Linked DNA regions of Mus musculus: region 2 is linked to region 1. The links are chromatin contacts, called in public Hi-C maps. All regions are on one chromosome and are shown on one strand. Each heading gives the region's core, a stretch centred on a gene start, on an enhancer-like site or on the middle of the called end of the contact. The rest is flanking DNA. Distances are from core to core; before and after follow the strand shown. Region 1 overlaps Gm30215 (a long non-coding RNA gene). Region 2 has its middle 89 kb from the start of Pde3a.

What was found. A called contact is a pair of places that touch in the nucleus more often than the background predicts.
Region 2: a Hi-C map of uterus shows a contact between it and region 1, with 2.5 times the contacts expected there. The contact joins two enhancer-like sites. A contact is called at or near these places in 8 of 484 Hi-C or Micro-C datasets (adipose-derived mesenchymal stem cells, cerebellum, embryonic fibroblasts and 3 more), 1 of 115 datasets of contacts at active chromatin or transcription factors (trophoblast stem cells) and 1 of 9 other capture datasets (embryonic stem cells).

The regions. Positions count from the first base shown.
Region 1 is chr6:140,761,178-140,766,730 of GRCm38.p6, reverse strand. All of the region lies in intron 4 of Gm30215 (a long non-coding RNA gene), which reads right to left. Among named protein-coding and RNA genes, the nearest start is that of Gm30215, 84 kb to the right of the region's middle. Within about 2 kb of position 1,635, at least 9 of the 459 cell types and tissues checked have an H3K27ac peak or open chromatin away from gene starts, as enhancers often do. A contact at or near this core is called in uterus, where this site is marked.
Region 2 is chr6:141,157,623-141,163,663 of GRCm38.p6, reverse strand. No RefSeq gene overlaps it. Among named protein-coding and RNA genes, the nearest start is that of Pde3a, 89 kb to the left of the region's middle. Within about 2 kb of position 4,068, at least 10 of the 459 cell types and tissues checked have an H3K27ac peak or open chromatin away from gene starts, as enhancers often do. A contact at or near this core is called in uterus, where this site is marked.

The DNA.
Region 1 (5,553 bases), core at 386-2,885:
CACATATGAACACATCATTGAAGAAATTGTCTATAGAATGGTTCTGTCCATTTATCCACGTTCTCACTAAGAGAAAAAAAAAACATGTTGTTTTGCTATAAAACTGTATCTGAATACAAATAGGGAAATACAGTCCTCAGAGGTTTCTGAACCCTTGCGAACTCGTCACGGACACACTGTTTTCTATGAGCACAAAGGTAAGATCGCCACCTTCTGGCTAGGTGCTCTAATAGCATCTTCTCATTGTGAAATTTCTAGTAACTTCCAAAATTTGAGTCTATACCGTTTTGATGAAGACTTTGAAGATTTCAGTCACTTGACGTCCAGTTTAAGTGGAAAAAGTCTCTTGTCTAAATGCTAAAAACACACAAAACATTACTCTAAAGATGTATTTGTTCTTCACACTACTGTTGCAGGAAATATTTTAAAATGCACCATCCCACACTATACCCAGCTACTCTGCCCATGTCTCTCCACCTCTAGCCTAGCCATGATGCAGTCTTCCCAGCTCTGGTTTATCTGCCTCAGAGCTGCCTGTACCTTCTCAGCCATCCACCCCCTGCGGCTAGTTGTCACAAATCCCCTTAGCCCAGTAAATCAAAACTCTAGAAGCTTAGAATTAGTCAGTCAGATTTATATATCAGTAAATTCTCAATTCACAAGATGCCCACACAGCAATTTCAGAGCCAACTGATAATGATACAAGCTGCCCACCTAGATTAGACAAGTTATCCCAATTATTCTATCCTTTTATGATATATTCATGGCTACCTGTGGCTATTTAACGCCACACTGAATCTAGAGCATCTTCCTCTTCCTCCGTTTTCCTTCCTTCTCTCTCCTCCTTGTCCTCTCTCTCTCTCCTCTCCTCCTTCTCCACCAAACTTTTCAGCTCCACCTTCCCTTCCACTGCCCAGTCACCGGCCCTAGCCTTTATTTTACCAGGTGGGGAGCAGGTTTACAAGAAGTCACTGGTGATACAACCATCATCCGCAGCCCCTCCTGGGGAAGCAGAATTAGCATCAAAATACAAACAGCACCAGGACTATCCACAACACACCACAACAGTGAAGGTGTCAAAAGCCAAAGGTATTTTCTCTAAGTGTTCCTTAAGAAGCTAAGGACAATGGAGATGATTCACTGTGTAAAATACTTGTTGGGCCAACATGATGGCCTGAGCTTGGGTCTCCAGCACCTACAAAAGTCTTGGTATGGCAGAGTAGACATGTAATTCAAGCAGTGGGGAGGCAGAGACAGGCAAATGCATGGAGCTCATTGGCCAAACAGCCTAGTTAAAGAGAGCTCTAGTTTTGGAAGAAACCCTGCCTCTGATAATAAAGTAGACAGCAACTGAGAAAGACACTCCACTGACATCACTGACCCAGTCTTCGTCTGCGCATACACACAGGCAGATGCTGGCAGATGTGGGGCGTTTGTATTCTAAACATAGTGTCAATTATCAAATTTCCTTAGTTTAACAGTTGCAACCTGAGCGGCAACTCCACCAACAGGGATCAGTTGGTGAATTTAAAAACAAAGAAAAAGAAAGAACTTGGATGAAAAGTCCAACCCCAGATTCAAGCATAATTCTCCGCCCTAATCGGACTCCAACCAGCAGAGTTAAGTCCAGCCGAAACCATTTCCTGTGAGACTTCACAGGAGTCCTGTGACATCACCATTTCAGCCACCAGGAACACTTTGAGTTTCCTACTCCCCCGAAAAAACTCCTTCATACAAAACTCCCTTTTAAGGGCAATCTCCCTGTCTCTGGATTTGCCCAGAAAACGTATCACAAAAAAGCAGATTTTTTTTTTTAATTTACTTTCTTAGTCAATTAAATCTGAGGCAATTCCAGGACAACTCACTCCACTGGCAGAATGTTGCTCAGCATGATCCTACGGAGGTGTGGGAGACAAGTGGAATAATCTTATACAATCTTGTTTCTTTTTCCTATACTTTATTTATTAGCAGTTTACGTTTGCATGTGTAAAGGTGTCTATATCCCACACTCCACATCTGGAGGTCAGAGGACAGACTTACAGAGCCGGTCTGTCCTTCCTTCCACCTTGGGTTCTGGGGATGAACTCGGGTTGTTAGACCTATGCAGCTTGTGTTGTGACCACTGAGCAATCTCTTATGGTCCTCTGTTGTGGTTTCTTGGAAGGGGGTCTCACTCTACAGTCCTGGCTCACCAAGGACTCAGTCTGTAGCCCACAGTGTCTTTGAACTCACAGCCATCCTCCTGCCTCACACTCTCAAGTGCTGGGATTATAGATAGGCACATCACACCCAGATGTAATATCACTGCTATTTATGCAAAAGGTCACATAAAGTCCAGTTTGTAGAGAGTGTGTACCTAGAGAAACATAACTGCTCCAGAGAGATGAGTTTCAGTATTGCCAAGAAGCCAGGAAACAGCAGCACCATCCTTGGAGAGCTTGCTGACTCTTTGCCTAGTAAGACAATGAAAATATTATGACAGCTTGCTGAGTCTTGGCCTCAAAGGTATTATTTTCTCAGGAGATAATTCTGCAGAATTATATGGAAAAGTCAACCATTGAAATCGTAAGTCAGATAGCTGATGTGTTCTAAGTGAGCTCAGACATCAGCAGAGGCAAAGAATGTGTAGAAGAAAGCAGAGCTCTCCCCGGTCTTCTGCTCAAAGATGACATTGACCGTTGTTGCTTATGTGCGAATGTGAATACAAACAAGTAAGTTATACAGTAGGTTAGCCACTTTGTGTGCCAAAATACTAACAGCAAGGCTGTGACGCTGTCCCACAGCCACCAGAGTGCAGAGAACCACCAATCACGAGTTTCCACCAAGTTACTCACAACAATCAATGTGGAGGGCAAGAGGCCCTGTAAGCAAGCCACTCTGTCCTGGAGACACCACAAGTCATCTATGGTAAAAGGCACTCAGACCTAGGGCTAGTTCAGATTTGTGTTGTATCTCAGGTTAAAATACTGCCCACATATATCACTTCCTATTTTTTCAGGGCACTCTGGGCACACAGGCAGTTCTAAACTTGAGGTCATTCACTTGTTGTTCTACAGATAGGAAATAGCTCCTAGGTTCTCCATTAAAAAACTTTTTATACTGAGTCTAAAAACCCACAATACCCTCTTGAACAGATATTAGCAAATGTGGTGCTATGAACAATGGGGACCAAGATGCTGAGGTCTGCTAGAAGTACCACATAGCTCACACGGCTGGCATGGCCTGCCAGAGCAAGTGACAATACACAGGTGCTATTACAGGCTTTTCTCCAAACACTGAGGGGTACCAGCAGGAGATAAAGAATAGTGTGACATAATCAAACTTGCTTTTTTGGTTTTTTGTTTGTTTGATTTTTTTCCTCTGTATGTACACAAGTCCATGTGTGTACATTTACATGTGCATATATATATTGGGATATACATATATACATACATATGCATATACATATATGTATGAGAATTTATTAAAATGGTATACAGGCTGTGGTCCAGTTAATCCAACAATGGCTGGATATGAACAGAAGGTCCAGTAGTTGCTCATTCCCCAAGGCTGGATGTCTTAGCTGGCTTTCAGTAGATGCTGGAATCCCATCCCAAAGGAGTAGGCTCTAATGCCAGTGAAGGAATGGACTTGATAGCAAGGCAGAGCAAGCAGGCAGAAAGCAAAAAGTTCCCTTCTTCCATGTCCTTACATAGGCTTCCAGCAGAAGGTGTGGCCCAAATTAAAAGTTTGTCTTCCTGCCTCAAGATCCAGATGAAAGGGGTGACCTTTAACAGCTCGGATGATCTGCACTAAAGGTCTATTTTCCTACCTCAAAGATCCAGATTAGAAGTGGATCAAATTAGGAGAAAATCCTTCACAGGCTGCCCTCCATGTTTTAGGTTTTAGGTCTAGATGTAGTCAAGTTGACAACCAAGAATAGTCACCAGAGTGTGTATGCATGTGGAGCCACCACAGTTTGTATGCATGTACAGGTCAGAAAGCAACCTCCGATGTAGTCCCTTGGGCAGTATCCACTGTTTTAAATATACAGAGTCTCTCAGCAGCCTGACAATCACCAAGTAAACTCAACTGGCCAGCAAGCCCCACTGATCAGCTGTTTCTACCTCCTTGGTGCTGGGGATGACAAGCTTGTGTCACCACATCTGGGGATCTTATTTTTTACCATGGCTTCCAGTATCAACATGGCAAGAGCTTAATGAACTCCGGCCTCAGAGTTGCCTTTTTAGTATAACAAACTGAAGTCAATAACAATATATGTGAGACGATCTGGATGAAAAGTTCAGGACCTTAAATTGCCTTTTATCAAGATCTGATAGTAGCACCATCAGAACCAGAACCTGAGGCTGGGGTGCAGCTCAATTGATAGAGTGCCTGCCTTGTGTGAACAAAGCCTTGGGTTCGAGTCCCTACACAACACAAATCAAGTTAGTGTGTATACCTGTGATCCCAGTACTTAGGGGGCAGAGGCAGGAAGGCCAGACCAGAAGTTCAATTCATTCTCAGATACAAAGAAAGATCAAGGCCAACGTGGGATGCATGAGACCCTGAGTAGTGGTTTGATGAAAATGACCCCCATAGGCTCGTATGTTTGAAACTTGGTCTCAAGTTGATGGAACTGTTTGAGAAGTGGCCTTGTTGGAAGTATCAAAAGACTCTTGCTATTTCTAGTTTGCTAGCTCGCTCTCTCTCTCTCTCTCTCTCTCTCTCTACCTCATGGTTGTGTCTCAAGATGTGAGCTCTCAGGTAGTGCTCTACAGCCATGCCTGCCTGCATGAATTCTCCCTCTCTGAAACCATAAGCTGCAAATACAATGCTTCTTTCATAAGCTGCCGATTATGGTGTTTAAACACAATAATAGAAAAGTAGTTAAGACACCCTATCTTCAAAAACTAGTTATTCTAACATGAAGTCCAGAACTTATTGTTGCAGTGTGACATAATCACATTGGGTAATTGAATAAAATACTAAAACAAACGTGTGTGTGTGACTAATAAAATAATAGTCAAAATTAATCTATTTCATTAGGAGACAAATCCCCAAGAGGAAATCATACTTATTTTTCCCTGCAGTTCTCCGTGTTTCCCAGGGAGACTACCCACTGCCACAGACTGCCCACTGCCACAGACTCTATCCACTGTCACAGAGTACCCACTGCCACAGAATCTATCTACTGTCACAGACTACCCACTGTCATAGACTCTACCCACTGTCACAGACTCTACCCACTGTCACAGACTGCCCACTGTCACAGACTACCCACTGTCAGTCATAGACAACCCACTGTCAGTCATAGACTACCCACTGTCACAGACTCTACCCATTGTCACAGACTCTACCAATTGTCTGACCTCCAACTACAAGACTAACTTGAATGGCTTGTATTTATGCTGTAGATTCTAAAATATCATTTTTACCTGTTGGCAGATAAGTCACTGCGGGCTGTCAGCTGTAATGAAAATGGCATTTGTGTAAGGCAATGTGACACATGCCAGTTTCTATACTGAACTCTTAGAATTTACCATGGTTCAAAGCACAAGTCTGAAATTTGCT
Region 2 (6,041 bases), core at 2,819-5,318, 390 kb before region 1:
AGCATTGGAAATGTAAATGAGGAAAATACCTAATTTAAAAAAAAGAATTATTCCTGGGTTTGGGATGGGTACTGTTCAGTGATAAAGCAGGAAAGATTGTGGAAAATATCCTGATCCCTAGAACATATATGACTGTGAGGAGCCGCCCTCACATTTGCCATTATAAGATGGCGCTGACAGCTGTGTTCTAAGTGGTAAACATAATCTGCACACGTGCAGGGGCAGTTTTCCCGCCATGTGTTCTGCCTTTCTCGTGATGACAACTGGGCCGATGGGCTGCAGCCAATCAGGGAGTAATACGTCCTAGGCGGAGGATAATTCTCCTTAAAAGGGACGGGGTTTTGCCATTCTTTCTCTCTCTCTTGTTCTTGCTTTTTCTCTCTCTCTCTTGCTTTCTTGTTCTTGTTCTTTTTCTTGCTCTTGCTCTTGCTCTCTTGCTCTCTGGCTCCTGAAGATGTAAGCAGAAGATTCCGGTTTGTTGTGTTCTTCTTGGCCAGTCGCGAGAACGCGTGTAAGATATGACTGCTGGGAGGGTATGGTGGACCACCGGTAATTCTAGACTTGGAAAGCAAAGATGGAGCCCCAGCATAAGCTTACTCTAGAGACTAGTTATGCCCACGATTTCTAGGTTTGATGGAGAGGTATATATGCACATATGCTTCTACATACCTGTGTCCATACATACATATGCATATCACAAAGAGACACATATATGCATGTGTATGTGCAAAAATGGGGGGAAATAATTCTTTTAGATTCCCTAAAGTAAATCTCTGAAGCTGCACGGGCACACCCACCACACAACTGAAGCAACAACGCTCCTGCTGCAGTGCTCGCAGACACTTGGAAAATTGTTTCCTCTGTGTACTGGAATCACACTGTAGGGCAGCCGAGCTTTCTGAAAACATTGAAAATTAGAACTAGTTACTCTAAAGCTCACTGATGAAACTGAAAGCAATTGGAGGCAAAAGCCCACATGAAAGCTGCTGGATTTGGCCATCTGTGTTCCTTCAACCGCAAGTGATACACTCACGCACAGACTCACATAAAAATAAAGCTTGAAGATGTTAACATGTAAAGATGTGTATAATAGACCTAGTTTCTGGATATTAGCACAATGATGACATTATTTTTATTTATTAGCTCTTTTTTTGTCTTCTATGCTATTTCTGGCGTGTATAAATACCTGTTACATGGAGACATCGAATATCTGTTGAATAAACAAATGCAAGAAGCATTAAGACTTCAAACTACAGCACCAAGTTCGTGACTTCATTGTGTGTGTAAAAAAAAAAAAACAGCGAAAATGCACAACATTGAAAGTTGGAGTTTTATCATTTCTTAGGCACTAATCCACATTCCCTATATAGGAAATGCTAAACAGGAAGTCATGTCCCAAATTGAGCTAGCCTGGGCAAGTCCAAGAAGAAAGGGGCTATGGGAAGAAAAACAAGTGTGAATATCAACAGGAAAGGATAGATAACTAGTGAGCACACAGAGCTTTAACCCATCACAGAGAAGCTAGCTATGGCCTGAGTGCAGCAGTCATTGTGTCCTGTTTCCTAAGGTCCTCCCACAGCTGTACACTCCTGTGTAGTCTGACTGGGGGAGCTATGAGTCAGGTGTCCTACCCCACAGTCTTAGTCTTAACTACAGATGTTTGAGAATGGAAAGTCCTCCCGTTCTTGGTGTCTGAAGACAGCCCTGCTGGGATACACCCCACCCCTAAACCTTGAATCACTTATTTTATGAAGAGGGTGTAAACAATTCTGTTCTGCACTGTAACAAAAGCTAGATCTCCTTGTGAAAATTTGCTGATGATGTCTGGCCAGATGGCTTTTACATCCTGCATTTCCGCCCTGTGCTGAGCTTTGATGATCCTCAGCTGCACAGGCCCCATGGTCTGCTTAACTTTTTCCCAGAGTGCTGTCAGCTGGGAAAAATGATTCCTTGTGGATTAAACACTGGACGAGTTATTTTATATAATTGTGTCCAGAGAGCAAATTTAAATGAACAAGAATAATGACTGAGCAAACCTTCATAAAGTTCAAATTTAGCATAGGATGACATGTTTTATATTTGTTGTTGTTCTTGCTGCTGCTGCTACTGCTGCTCAATGCCTTCTGCCAGTAGGATGGCTCAGTGGGTAACTGCACTTGCGGCCAAGCCTGATGACCCGAGCATCTGAATTCTATCCCTGGGAACCACATGATGGAAGGAGAGAACCAAAGCCCATAAGTTATCCTCTGACCTCCATACATCTAACATAGGACTCAGGCACACATGTGCTTGCACATGCACACACACACAAAACACAAAATTTAAGTTTTTAAAATTTCTCATCAAAAACTTGTGATTAAAGATAGTAAATATTTTATTTATTATAAATAAATATATGAAAACAAATATATTTTGTATGTATCCATAGGTCATACATGTGTTAGTTGGATAGGTGTTCTGCTTACATATATTTCCATGTGCCACTTGCATGCCTGGTGCCCATGAAGGACAGAAGAGGGCATTGGATTCCCTGGAAAAGTTATGGAATGAGGGTGCCATGAGGGTGCTAGGAATCAAATCTCAGTCTTCTGGGAAAGTTGCAAGCACTCTTAACAGCTGATCTATCACTCTAGCCCTAATATTTATTATCTTTATATTATGCATCATTAACAATAATTACTGATAGCTGACCTGTTTTATATATTCAATTAATGAATATGTATTGTTCATATGTAAATCTATCAACATAAGCGATTAATGTAATTGTTATATGCTTAGTGGCGGACAGGATAAATTGTTTTTAGAAATGTCTGTCTTTTAAAATCTTGTTCCTATTACTTTTTCTGCCCCAGGTATCAAGAGTCACTTTGTCACTTGAGCACAGTTAGCATGCGTTTTCAGGCAGCAGATGCCTGGTCTTACAACATTCTCTCTCCTCCCTGCTTTCTCCAGAATCATCAAGGAATGTTTTTAAATTCCAGAACTATTTCTCTCACCCATCCCACCCAGTTCCTTGGTCCTTGGGAGAGATGATGTCGTCTTCTATCATTTGCTGCTTCCTTGACTCTTTGTCCCCTGGGCACGTGCTGCTGTCTGCAGTGACGCATCACTTCCAAGAAGGGCCCTGAGTGCCATCTGGCTCCCACGGTGTAGCTAAAACCAGTGGGTATCAGTTCACAAGAAGTTCTTAAGAACTATGGGAGAAAACATCAGAATGTTTACACTCTGGGAACCATCCACATATCAGCACACACACAAATCATTGAAACCAGACTGAACAGGGTTGCTGTCTGTATTGTTACACCAAGTATCATACACTGATGATTCTACCATCCCTCCCTTCCTCTTCCCCTCCTTCCCTCCCTCTGTGTTCCTACCAAAAAAGAAAAAACAAACAAACAAACAAGACAATTATTTTAAGTTGCACCACAAAAGTAGGCTATCAACCCTTCCCAAAATAGGATAAAAATAGCTCTTTACATTTATTTATTCATATCTCTCTCTGTCTCTCTCCCCCCTCCTCTCCCTCCTTTTCCATTCCCCTCCCTCCCCTCCCTCCACTCTGCTCTCTCTTTCTTTCTTCTCTCTTCTCTCTTCTCTTCTCTTCTCCTCTCTTCTCTTCTCTTCTCTTCTCTTCTCTTCTCTTCTCTTCTCTTCTCTTCTCTTCTCTTCTCTTCTCTTCTCTTCTCTCCTCTCCTCTCCTCTCCTCTCCTCTCCTCTCCTCTCCTCTCCTCTCCTCTCCTCTCCTCTCCTCTCCCCTCCCCTCCCGCTCCCGCTCTTGCTCTGTCAGGGATGAACTCACTTCCTAGTCCTCATGAGGCAAATGCTCTACCACTGAGCCACATTCCCAACTACAGTGAACTCTAGTGTTTAAAGAGCCACATTTACTATCATCAGCATCTTTATTGCAGAAGGGGATACTGACCTCTCCATGAGTCTGCATCATCTCTACATCAGGAAAACAATGCTCAGCTTTGAAATAACATTGGCTCCCATCATGCTCCGTTCCACTCACACACCCACACATATTAAAGGCACTGCTGTTAAAAAATAGGGTCATGTGGCATACTGTTCAGCTAGACTAAGACTCCACTTCCTGATCGTGTGAGGCATGCCCTTGTCTTCCACCGAGGAATGTTTTGGCTCTAATTTCATTAATGCTACTAGGATTTGTCTGTTTCTAAGAAATATAAAACAAGAATCTTATGAATGCATTTCTGTGCCTCAGTTACAAAATGTCATCCTAACGATTTCATAAAGTGTTAGAAAATGTTGGGGGAAGCGTCAGGAGCAAACAAACTAATATCTAACAGCTGAAAAATCCTCTGTGTCTGCATTTCTGAATGTTTGACTCATGTGTGGAGGTTCTGGAAGATACTGATACTTGGAGACCATCTCTAACAGTTTTGCTTTCTGTGGTGAGGTGTGGTATGTCCCCAGCACCAGGGGTTCTGCACAAAGCTCCCTGGGCAATTCTATCTCAAGCTGAGACTGAGAAACCTCTGCAGGAGTGTGTGTGTGTGTGTGTGTGTGTGTGTGTGTGTGTGTGTGTGTGTGTGTGCTGGGTGCACATGGCTGTATGCATATGCATGCACTGCCTTTGTGTATTTGCATATGTATATATGTGCTTATGTGTGTATTTTTTTTTTCAGAATCTCATCAAAACTTACATTCCTTCCCTTGGAGTACTAAAAGACATTACCTCTTCGTGTGAGAAGAATATGCATTTGGTTGTAGATTTGAAAGTTCTATATATACCTGCTAGGAGTGTTTGGTTTATGCTACTGTTCAAGTCAGCTGTTTATGGGTTTCTTTCTTCTTGTCTTATTTATTTATTTTTAAAGATGTGTTTATGTATGTGAAAACTCTGTTTGCATATATGTCTATTTGCATATATGTCAGGCATATATTTGCCTGACAGAAGAGATCATCAGACAGAAGAGGGCATCATATCCCACTATAGATGGTTTTGAGCCACCATGTAGTTGCTGGGAATTGAACTCAGGACCTCTGAGGGAACAGCAACTGCTCTCAACTGCTAAGTCATCTCTCCAGTCTTTGTCTTATTATTGAAAGCATAGTTTTAAAGTCTCATACTTTATTACATTGACCTTAGTTTCTCTTTTTAGATACATCAATTATAACCTAGTCATATATATAATGTGTTTGCAGTTGAATGTGGAATATTTATATCATGCTAGGCATAATTATGACCTGGTTATTGTTGTTTCCGTAAATAAAGCATGACATAAGGAGATATAGTTTTATGTCAGCTTGACAAGGGACAGATTTGTAATGATGAATCTTCATTGTCAGTTTGACAACATCTGGATTAACTAAAAGCCCAAGTGGCTGGACACATCTGTGAAGGATTCTTCTTGATTGTATTATTTGAGATAGGCAAACCTACTCTAAATCTGGGCCACATCTTCTTATGGAATCCTATTTAAATAATGTGGAAGAAGAAAGCTTGTGCCCATTGCCCTCATTTAGTTGACAAATTCAAATATCATGTTGCTGAGGCATTCCTTCATGGGCATTAGATAGAGGCTACTTCATCAGTATCTGATGTACACTGAATACTACCTGAGACATTCAGCCTCATGGACTGGAAAACTACTGTATTGGGGCGTTCCATCAGGAGGGAGCCATCATTAGAATAATGGGACCAGAGCATTTAATTCACTTTAATAATAATTATATACTTCTGCATGGTCCTTGCTACTGGGCAGATCCCTAGTTGGTCTGCTCCCGTGAAGACTCCATATCACAATCCATCCTAGAGGACCCACTGCACTCAGAGCATTTGGTAAGAACCCACCCCCACCTCCAGTCGCAGAGGTACGGCTGGGAGCCTGGTGGACTCAGGACCCATCACCCACCAAAATCCCTGTCCTCCTGAATACCACTTCCCCTCCTTTCATCCCTTCTATCCCTTCTACCTGGTCCTTGCTGCTGGGGCAGATTCCTAGTTAGTCTGCTTCTGTGAAGACTCCATATCCTGATACACCCCAGAGGACACACTGCGCTCAGAGCAGTTG